Regions from separate parts of the Ctenopharyngodon idella genome. Here region 1 is linked to region 2. The links are chromatin contacts, called in public Hi-C maps. All regions are on one chromosome and are shown on one strand. Each heading gives the region's core, a stretch centred on a gene start, on an enhancer-like site or on the middle of the called end of the contact. The rest is flanking DNA. Distances are from core to core; before and after follow the strand shown. Region 1 holds the start of irx3a (iroquois homeobox 3a). Region 2 holds the start of irx6a (iroquois homeobox 6a).

Region 1 (4,715 bases), core at 1,400-3,899, 350 kb before region 2:
ATTTATTATTAATGTTATTATTATTATTATTATTATTATTTTAAAAAGCAGAGTCTTAAAAAAAAAAAAAAAAGATCTTACAGCCAGCTGTTGAGAAAGGTTTGCGGCCTAGAAATCTCAAAATTCGCACACACTAACACACCTTTCAAAAAGGCAACCCACAAATTTTCCCACAAATTTAAATTGACAGACTTTTTTCAGTATTTGAAAAAAAGAGACGAAAACAATATATATATATAGGCTATCAGATAAGTACTCTCCACTATACATTTGCATTTCAAGTGTAATTAATTATTTTTACTTGAACGTTTCACAGTAGTGATCAAATGAAAATGGATTTAGGAAGGAATAAGAATGGTGCGTTTCCAGTCTGTCAGTACAGTCTTAATGGTGTCAATAAAAAGCATTAATTGCGCTTCTCAGTGTGGGTGACATGTACCTGTGACTGTGGACTCGGAGTTTTGACTCCTGTCCTCTGCTTGTCTGCTGTACAACGCAAGGCCATTCGCCGAAGCCTGGTTACTGAGTCCTAAGTAATGGTTTGAGTTCAGCAAGGCGAGCTGGTGTGCGGTGAAACCCCGATTTGTCCAGCTCTGGAGTTTCCCTACGGGACACGAAAGGAGTCTGTGAGGAGTTATGATGGTCTGAGTGGCGGACGCAGCGGAAGTCCCGTTCATCAGAGGAGATTTTCGTGGATTGTCTGGAGTTGTGGCAGTCTCTGCCAAAGACCAGATCTTAGGTTTTGGGGCTGGAGGTGGGTTGTTTTCTGAGGGCGGGGAGTTGATGATGGCCTGGTTGAGTTTGACCGGCTCGCCGTTGGCCTGTTCTAAGCTGTTTTGGTGGTGGTGATGATGATGGTGATTGTGATGATGAAAATGCTCTGCGCGGTCGCCGTGAATCTCTTTGCCGTCTTTCACCATTGCTTTGAACAACCTTTGCTCCGGTCCTTGTAAATCCTCATAGCCGTCTGAAATTTCGGAGTCGCTCCTGCCGTCCAGTTTCAAATCAGAATGCAGTTCGTCCTGCTCGTCTAAATCGTCCTTATTCTCAATATTCTCCGTGTCAATATTCTCCAAATCGATTTCCTCCTCGTCCTCGCGTTTGTCGCCATCCTCTCCCTCGTGGTCGCTGTTGTAAACATTTCCTTCTTCGTCCGTGCGACTCCGTGGGGTCCAGGTCATCTTGTTCTCTTTCTTTAGCCTCCTTCTGGCGTTGGCGAACCAGGTGGACACTTGAGTGAGGGTCATTTTAGTGATGATGGCCAGCATGATCTTCTCGCCTTTAGTAGGGTACGGGTTTTTCCTGTGCTCGCTTAACCAGGCCTTGAGTGTGCTGGTGCTCTCCCTGGTGGCATTTTTGGGTCTGGAAGGGTCTCCAAACTGGTACTGACCATATGGGTAAAAAGCAGGATGATGGTGAGCAAATCCAGGATGCTGGACGCCCGGACTGTCCTTCAGTTCGTACTGTGCCCCCTTTAAAAACAGAACACGGATACAGCATTAATGTGATTCACTATCATTATTTTTGGCCTGGCACATACTACGTTTTCTTGTACTCAGTTGCAGTTCCCTGATGTATTGTTGCTGAATATATTAACTGCGTAAATGATTTTCAGTCCATGCGAGCAATTAGCTACAAAAGCAAGGAGATTTAAAAAAAAAAAAAAAAAAAACTATAGACCTAATTGACTGTATTAAATCGGCTAGGCTACTTTGCACTTTATACAGCCTAATTTATATAAATTATTCTAAATAAACTGACAAGATTTTGCAGCTACATATATTTATATTTATTCTGTATCTGTATACGCTTCACATATGTGTTTTTTATCCTGAAGACGTGGAACAATTGTCGATTTTTTACTATTTAATTTATTGTGATTTAGGCTATTAAAATCACAAGCGCACGCACTCTACACTTATTTTTGTTTTATACGGCTATCAATGAATTAATTACATTTTCAGTTCTTTTTTTTTTTTTTTTTGTATTTACCAAACGGGGTAAACAACAAAGTTCACCACCGTCTTGCAAAACTAACATTCAGTAATGATTGTTATTGAAACATAAACTGAAGTCTAGGATTTTGTAACATTTTTTTTTTTTTTTTTAAACTTTACTACATTTGAGTTTGAGAGAGAAAGAACAAACAGCGCAAGAAAATAAAATGATTACTCACCAGCTGGTTGAAAATAGACAGATCATTTGAATAAGGAAGAAAAGCTCCATAGCTTTGTGCGGCAGCGAAAGGTGATCCGTACATAGTGGAGAGAACATTAGAGAGCGCTCCGGACGGGCTCAGGTCTGTCCCGGCTCGGGCACTGCCTATCCCCTGCCTGTCCTGCGGGTATATGGGTCGGATGTACTGATATCCCAGCTGTGGGAAAGACATTGTTGTGGAGAAAGTCTACTGAAGTCACAAAAAGCGGCGAGTCGCCCTCTTGGTGCGCACCACGATATCCACTTTACAGTGAGTACAAAGTGTCAGGGAAGTCTATATTTCCTCCGAAAGAGCCAGTGTAAACGATCCGATTGCGCTTTCCTCCCTTACTTCCCTATTGATCTGAATGGACTAAGGTCAGGTCCTTACAGATTGCTTTAGATTATTGGAACTCCTTTTTGTGATTGACATTTTTAGTCGTTCAGAAGCTCCTCCTATTTCTCAAGTCTCACCCCCACTTACACAGCCTCTCTCTCCCTCCCTCTCTCCCTCTCTCTCTCTCCGCTCCTGCTCTCCGTCTGGATAAGTCCTCTGACGTCGCCATCTCTTATTTGAATGAGTTTCAAATCTCATTTTATGGCTCGCCAATCATTTCATTTGTTGTTTGTTCGCCGCTTCAGCCCTTCCAATTTATTGTGTTACTTCTCAAAAAAATTTATTATCCACAAAATGGTAAATATTTTATTCTTGTTGAGTCATTAACTTTCCGCATATCTTTTGTGTCTTTATTTTACTCGCGTCTCTTCCACGTGAAACGAAGAACTTGAAAGTTTAAATCGGACAAAACAGCCAGAATTTTTTGTTAGCTCTTACAAAGTAGGCTACTAAAGGAAATGTTATGTGAAGAGCGTTTTTAGTTCATCTAACACGGAACAAGCCAATCGAGGTCCTCTGACGCCTTTAGTGTGAAACATCAAAACATTGGCGTTTTACCGGTCACCTGCAGAGTAAGTTGACAAGAAACGAAAAGATTGAACAATAGCATAATTTCTTAATGTGACTATATGCGCTGTTATGGGTTTCAGCGAATTACAATTTAGTGTGCTGCATTTTAATTTGAACTATGTAAAATTACTACTATACTAAGGTATATCAAGCTGTCAGTCTTCAATCTTTTTTTGACGTATTAAAATATAATCGCAAATGTTTCAATTGCATTCATGTGTAAAAGCTTTTGTTCTTAAAAAACATATTTTGGGCGATTAACCTACAGGATTACTCTACAGATAGACAGATATCCACTGAAAATATCTGATATAATCCGCACCCTTCTGTAAATAATACGGATTAAAACAAAGGACGATGATCACGATTGAAATTCCTTGAATCAATATATGAAAATATGCAGGAAACATCCATAATCGTATTACGCTTCTAGTCTAGTGTCATCATATGTCTGCTAATCGTCTTCCAAACAACGGCACCGATTAGTGCTTTAACGAGTTTCGTTTATTTGAATATATGACTAAATCTCAATTCAGTAATGAAAGATTAGGGTGAATCAACTTCGGCTTGGATTTACTATGATGTGGTTTCCAAGAACGCAGTGTTCCTCCTAAACCTTCCATCTGCTTTTAAAGAGATAGTTATTGTTATGACATCCTAATATCTGGAATGTCATTTGTATTGGCTCTTTGCTTAAGGACTCCCGGATTTCCATGGTCTCTTCAACACGTGCCTGCTGTTTTGACTTCTAACAATGCAGGATTACGGGGGTTATTAATTAGAACAGCAGTCTGATGCCATTCATGAGCGGATGGTAATAACTACATAACCGTCAATACCGCACACGGACCTGCAGAGCTAACAAGAGCTTTTAGCCCACCCGGCTGACCCCACAGCACTGCGCCATCTGGGACAATGCAAAACACAGCTAACCCTCTAGGTTTCAAGCAGTCTTGTTTTCTTTTGAGTCATATTTCAAGTCGAATTTACCTACAAATATTTGCAATTATTCTGATGTAAACGTGCTGTTTTCAAACCGCTGTATTTAGTGAATTAGGAAGCACGGGGGGAAAGGATAAGTTTGCGTGCTGGAGTCCGCCCTGCAGCGCTCTGAGTTCGGATAGACACGTGTCTCATCCCGGGACCTGTCAGGGCCTCAAGGTTTGCCTCTGATTTATTGGCCCAATCAAATACACATGCACTAACTTAACACTTTCACACTGACCCAGGAAACTGGCACAGCCATAAAAGCATTAGGATGGTGTTTTCTTCCTGCCTTCTTCTCCCACCCCTTTGGAAGCCCTTGTAAAAATTTAAATAAAAGGCTTAAGCTTTTATTATTATTATTAGTATTATTATAGTTAATATTTTTTATAATAATAATAATTATAACAATAAAACCTACAAACGGTTGCATCAGTATTATTAATATGCTTATGCTAATATGTATACCTGCGTATTTATTTATTTATTTATTTATTTATTTATTTATTTTTTAGTTTTACATAATGACTCCATTAAACGCAGGCCAACATTTCAAAGCACCGCACTA
Region 2 (5,371 bases), core at 153-2,652:
GACTGTTTATCTTCTTCATGAGAATAAATCAAATCTGCTAAAATGTGGCTTGTATATACTTCTCTGTTTTCCAAATGCTCGACACAGAATATGTTGAGACTGCGGTGAGTTGAACTGAACGTGGCTCTTGATGGGCCTGCAGGCTCCCGTCATTACAGCATACCCAGCTCCATCACCACGACCGTTCACTTACTCGCAGCTCTCTGGCGCCTCTCGAAGAGTGAGCATGTAATCGCAAAAAGATCATCGTGGACAAGGTTCTCGTCCTTTTTAATGCAGGGTCATTGAACTATGTATCTCATGTTATCTATATGAAAATGATCAAAACTGGGAGTAGAGGAGACTGTCGCGGATTTCCAAGCGCTTGGAAGCGACCGCGTGCGCTGTTCTGCTGCGCGTGAGGAATGGAAATCAAACAGGAGTAGGCTACTACTCAGTTCTTTTATTTCAGATATCCCACAGTTAATTAAATTAATATTTCACAGTGTGATGATACTAATTTAAGTCGTAGGATAAGGACGGGGGTGTTTTGCCTTTATCAAGACCACATGTAACCAAAGGGTTGAAATCAAATTTTCTTATTAATAAACCAAATTTTCTGGTTAATAAACAGGCTAAATATCTTAATGGTAATCTAAGATGCAAAAAAAAAAAAAAAAAAAATTACAAAACACGTTTATATGATGGTTAAGTTTAAGGATAGGGGTGGCTATACACTACCATTAGCTCAGAATAAAAACAATATAGGCCTAAATCATGTTCCCACCGTGATAGAAAAACAATCGTGCGTGTGTGGGGGAGAGAGGGAGAGGGGGAAGGGGTCTTCTAATTATATTGTCTAAAACATTTAATAAAACTGCATGTATTAAGCTTTATCCATATACTTATTCTGCGTGAGGGAGCGTTATTTCTACCATCCCTTTTAAGTACGCATCCTTCAATTAGAATGCTGTTCCCGTCGCCTCCCACTACTGCCGTATAATTAGACTTGAGAGATTCAGCTAATTTCTCTCTCTCTCTCTCTCTCTCTCTCTCTCTCGGTTCCATTCTGATCGTCTAATTTCACCTCAAAGGCATATTTTCACGGTGTAACTCGCTGGTTAAACAAGGCCATATCCATTTGTTAATTGATGCAATTACGCATTTCTCGTAATGGTCGCGTAGGTCCCGAGATACGCATCAATCAGTTTTCTGTTGACCTGCCAGAGGTTCTCTTCACGTCTGCCGGGACTGGCCCTCTCTCTAATAGAGAGAGATGGAAACATCATCGTAATTAACATCAGGTCGGACCTCTGATCGGTCAGACAGATGCGAGCAAGGGTCCTGCAGATCCCTCCTTCAGTTCATTTGCTCATCATCAGGGTAGTGTCTGAAATGTAATAATAATAAGAGAGGAACCGAAAACATAATTTTATAGATAAAACAGATAAAAGACAAATATATTATTATTTATATAGATAAAAAATAAATTATAGTTATGATTAAATCTGATATATTGTGATATATTAACTTAATAAACCTGAAAATATTTTGCATGACTAAAATATTGATATGGACGGAATTAAGGAGAGCACGGATATCTAACAGGTAATAAAGCGTTATTTGACATTACAACCTAATTTGTATATGAATATCCAAAATAATCTTGGTTGATTGCGTCTTACAATTAATTTGACAAAAATTCATTATCAAAAAAAAAAAAAAGTTTATATTAATTCTATTGCTTTTAGCAAGCCCAGTGATACTTTTTGCTCTCAAATTCTTAAAATACACCACTGTTTAAAAAGAAAAGGAAAAAAAAAAAAAAAAAACAGAGGGGACAGGGGTGTGCAAAACACACCTCAAGAAAAGCGCGAAGCATGACGTGATTGGCAAAGACATCATTCTATCCTCGCCGTCCCGGGATTAGAATGACGTCACACTGATACCCGTGCATGGATGAATTCTAAAGAACTATAGAGGCACAAATAATAGCACAACCACAAGTTCATATCTTGCAAGTCTTACGTTATCCTTTAAGCTTTCTACAGCTGTTTAACAACAATATTTTTGTACTTGATGAAGCTTAACTCTAATTTCTCATTTCCTTAAGGGGATTATCTTATACATATAAAACTAGGGCTGGCGTAAACATCCTCAGTGCTTCCCAGTTAAGTGCAGTCATCTATTATTGAGCGAAAGGCCGAGTGTGGAAATGTGTGTAAGACGGTGGATTTGAAGTAGATTTGGTTTCAATCGATCAGCAGGAGAAGAATATTGCTTATGGTAACAAAAGAAGCAGCTATGTCTTTCTCTCAGTTTGGATATCCTTACAATGCAACTTCTCAGGTAAGCATGAAAATAAGATATTTTTCTCATGTAGACACTTAATGAGCGCGCATGCATAGGCTGTTTTTTCCACATTCTGTCACAGTCTCTGTACTCGGTAACTAACATTAGGCAGCAGCAGCAGCAGCAGCAGAAGATTGTTCTGTCACTAAGTCCTAAACTAAAGTTAGGCGATATCGTGGGGTTTGTCAATATTTATAGTAATAGGTTATTTGAATTATAAATGACCTCACGTGTTGTTGTAAACGTGTAAATTACCTTTACGGTGTAATTGTTTAGAGTGAAAGCGAGACTCCTCCCTTTGCCGGTTGCCTTTGCAAGTCTGTGTGTCTAAACTAATTAGACATTTACAGATAACTGATGGATAATTTCGACATCATGACTTACAACCAATTATAGTTTTATTTTAATGTAAAAAGACGGCTATATTGGCAAAAGAATCCGGGCTTGCTGGTGGATAGCCTAACTTTCCTTCCCTGAAGCAAAACTTAACAGAAAGTTTTACTTTCAGCTTTAACAAAACACTAATGTTGTTGATTTTTTTTATTTTTATTTTATTTTTTTTACACTGAACAAGTAAATCAGCTGGCAAAAAATAAGGTTCGCCCTTTTTTTGTTTTTTAAAGGTATGTTTATATGGATATGTCAAAAAAAAAAAAAATCACAATAAAGTCTTAAATCAAATGAAAGTACACTTCTTATCTTTATGAATAAAACGCATGAACGAGAATAAAATTGAAAACTGTTTCAAAAGGAAGAGTGCAGTTCTACACAAAGCTTCTTAACGTAATCTTACCTTACTTTTGTTTTACTAAGGAAACTGTGCGCATGATTTGTAACGCAAATATAAAATGACATGTCTATCCACAATTTTCTTCATGCAGTTCTTCGTGTCGGCAAACCCCAGTACGACTTGCTGCGATTCGATTTCCAGGTCGGTGACGGAAGGATCGAGCGCGTCTCAGACCGCAGCCTCCTTCTGCTGTCCCTCCTATGAGAACCGGCTGCTGGCGAGCACGCGGACCGAGCTCAACGCCGCGCTCGGGATGTACGGCTCTCCCTACGCAGCAGCGGCGGCGGCAGCAGGGCAGAACTACGCCAACTACTTTCCGTACAGCGCCGACCCCTCTGCCATCTACTCCAGCCTGGTACGTGTAGCACTCTCATCAGATATAGCGCGGGTCCTCCGTTCAATCGATTGACTCATTCAAGTCACGGCTTGTTATTGATTATTTTGGCTTGGTAAGGGGATCAAGCTGTCAAGCTGTCTGGTGAAATAACTTTGAATAATCAGAAGAAATAAACAAATGAATGAAGCGACACTGCATGTCATGTGCTTGATGTAATAGGGCCTATAGTTTAAAGGGGAAACACTAAAAAGAAAAGTTTTTATAGTTTATCATGCAAGTTATATAATTTAGAGACAGTAAGAATGTAAAAGTGCTGTTTCCATTCTAAATAATAAATGTCTTTTGCTAAGTACAGTACCAGTAATATCACATATTAAAGTTTTTTTTCTTTTTAATCTCTAGAACCCACAATATGAAATCAAAGAGGGGTCAGGCAGTCTTCATGGTACTATAACCCAACCTGCCGCCTACTATCCATATGACCACTCACTTGGCCAGTACCAGTACGACAGGTGAGATTTGCATCTGTCCCACCTCTAATATGACAAATTTAAACATGCTGAAAATACAAATGGTGTTAAAAATTCTAAACATGCTGCTTTTTAACTTGATCCAGGTATGGGACGGTTGATTTTAATGGGTCAACACGGAGAAAGAATGCCACGCGTGAGACAACGAGCACTCTCAAAACATGGCTTTATGAACACCGGAAGAACCCATATCCTACAAAGGGTGAGAAGATCATGCTGGCCATTATCACCAAAATGACTCTCACGCAAGTGTCTACCTGGTTTGCCAATGCTAGAAGGAGACTCAAAAAAGAAAACAAAATGACCTGGTCCCCCAAAAACAAAGCAGGCGATGACAGGAAGGAAGACCTTAATAAGAGTGACCCAGACAGCATTACCAAAGGTACTCTTGTCAGCTAATAAATTAAATGAACAATCTGTAAATAAAAACAAAAAGCATTAAACTGTGTTTGCTGTTTGCAAATCCTCTTGCATAGATTCCAAAGACAGTAAAGATGAGCGGGACCTGCAGTTCAGTGACCTGGATGACATAGAGGACGAGGACTGTGACAAGCTGGACAGTGACTGTGAGAAATCAGGTCAGGATGACCTCCCGACTTCCTCCCCTCTAAAGAGAGACTGTAACCCTGACCTCCCTCTCCACTCGAACTTCCCATCTTTTCCCTGTGGTCTAAAGGGTTTGGGGCCTCTGAACCCCGATTACCTGGATCCTTTGGGATCCAAACAACAGCAGCAACAGCCCTCACCTCAGTCCACCTCCATAAACACTGTGACACTATCTCACTTTGAGTCGTCGGAAAAACCTCGGATCTGGTCGCTCGCACGTACGGCTGTCGCAGGGGTTGTATTAGGCACGCAGAATGGTGGGGATGTACGAACTGGGCCCGTGGACTGTCCGATGCAGGGAGTCAGGCTGCCCACAGTCGGAGGAGTGCAGTGTGGGGAGCTGAAGGGCCTTCAGGACCCTACAAACCTCAGCAATACTGAAAGCCTTTACGAAGAAGGACTGCAGGGGATACACAAGGCATACAGTAGCGGGAGCTACAAAACCCTTCAACTTCATTCTTCATCCTATCCTGGACTGACAGAATCCTGCCAGTACTCCTCAATGGAAGGTACAGCGTTTCTGTGTTTACGGTTCATTACAGAGATATAGAAATTAACGAGTTATTAGCTTTCGTAATTCTAAATTATCATGTAATATTTCAATTATTCAAAAAACCGGTAACACTTTATGTTAAGGCGATGTAGTTACTGAAGTTACATACACTTACTATAGTAATAACAATAATTGATGCATAATTACAATCAACCCAAACCCTATAGTACATGTAGTTAATTAATACTACTCAGTACTTATTTGTGTAATTACACTGTAATAAC

What was found. A called contact is a pair of places that touch in the nucleus more often than the background predicts.
Region 1: a Hi-C map of muscle shows a contact between it and region 2, with 2.4 times the contacts expected there. The contact joins the promoter of irx3a here to the promoter of irx6a in region 2. A contact is called at or near these places in 2 of 2 Hi-C or Micro-C datasets (both in muscle).

What each region holds. Positions count from the first base shown.
Region 1 is chr7:10,448,727-10,453,441 of HZGC01, reverse strand. irx3a (iroquois homeobox 3a) reads right to left here and starts at 2,649. Exons shown (of 4, transcript XM_051900178.1): 1 at 2,177-2,649; 2 at 440-1,472. The coding sequence starts at 2,389.
Region 2 is chr7:10,095,781-10,101,151 of HZGC01, reverse strand. It overlaps irx6a (iroquois homeobox 6a), which reads left to right and starts at 1,402. Exons shown (of 7, transcript XM_051901646.1): 1 at 1,402-2,328; 2 at 3,213-3,476; 3 at 3,861-3,970; 4 at 4,075-4,370; 5 at 4,465-5,103. The coding sequence starts at 2,263.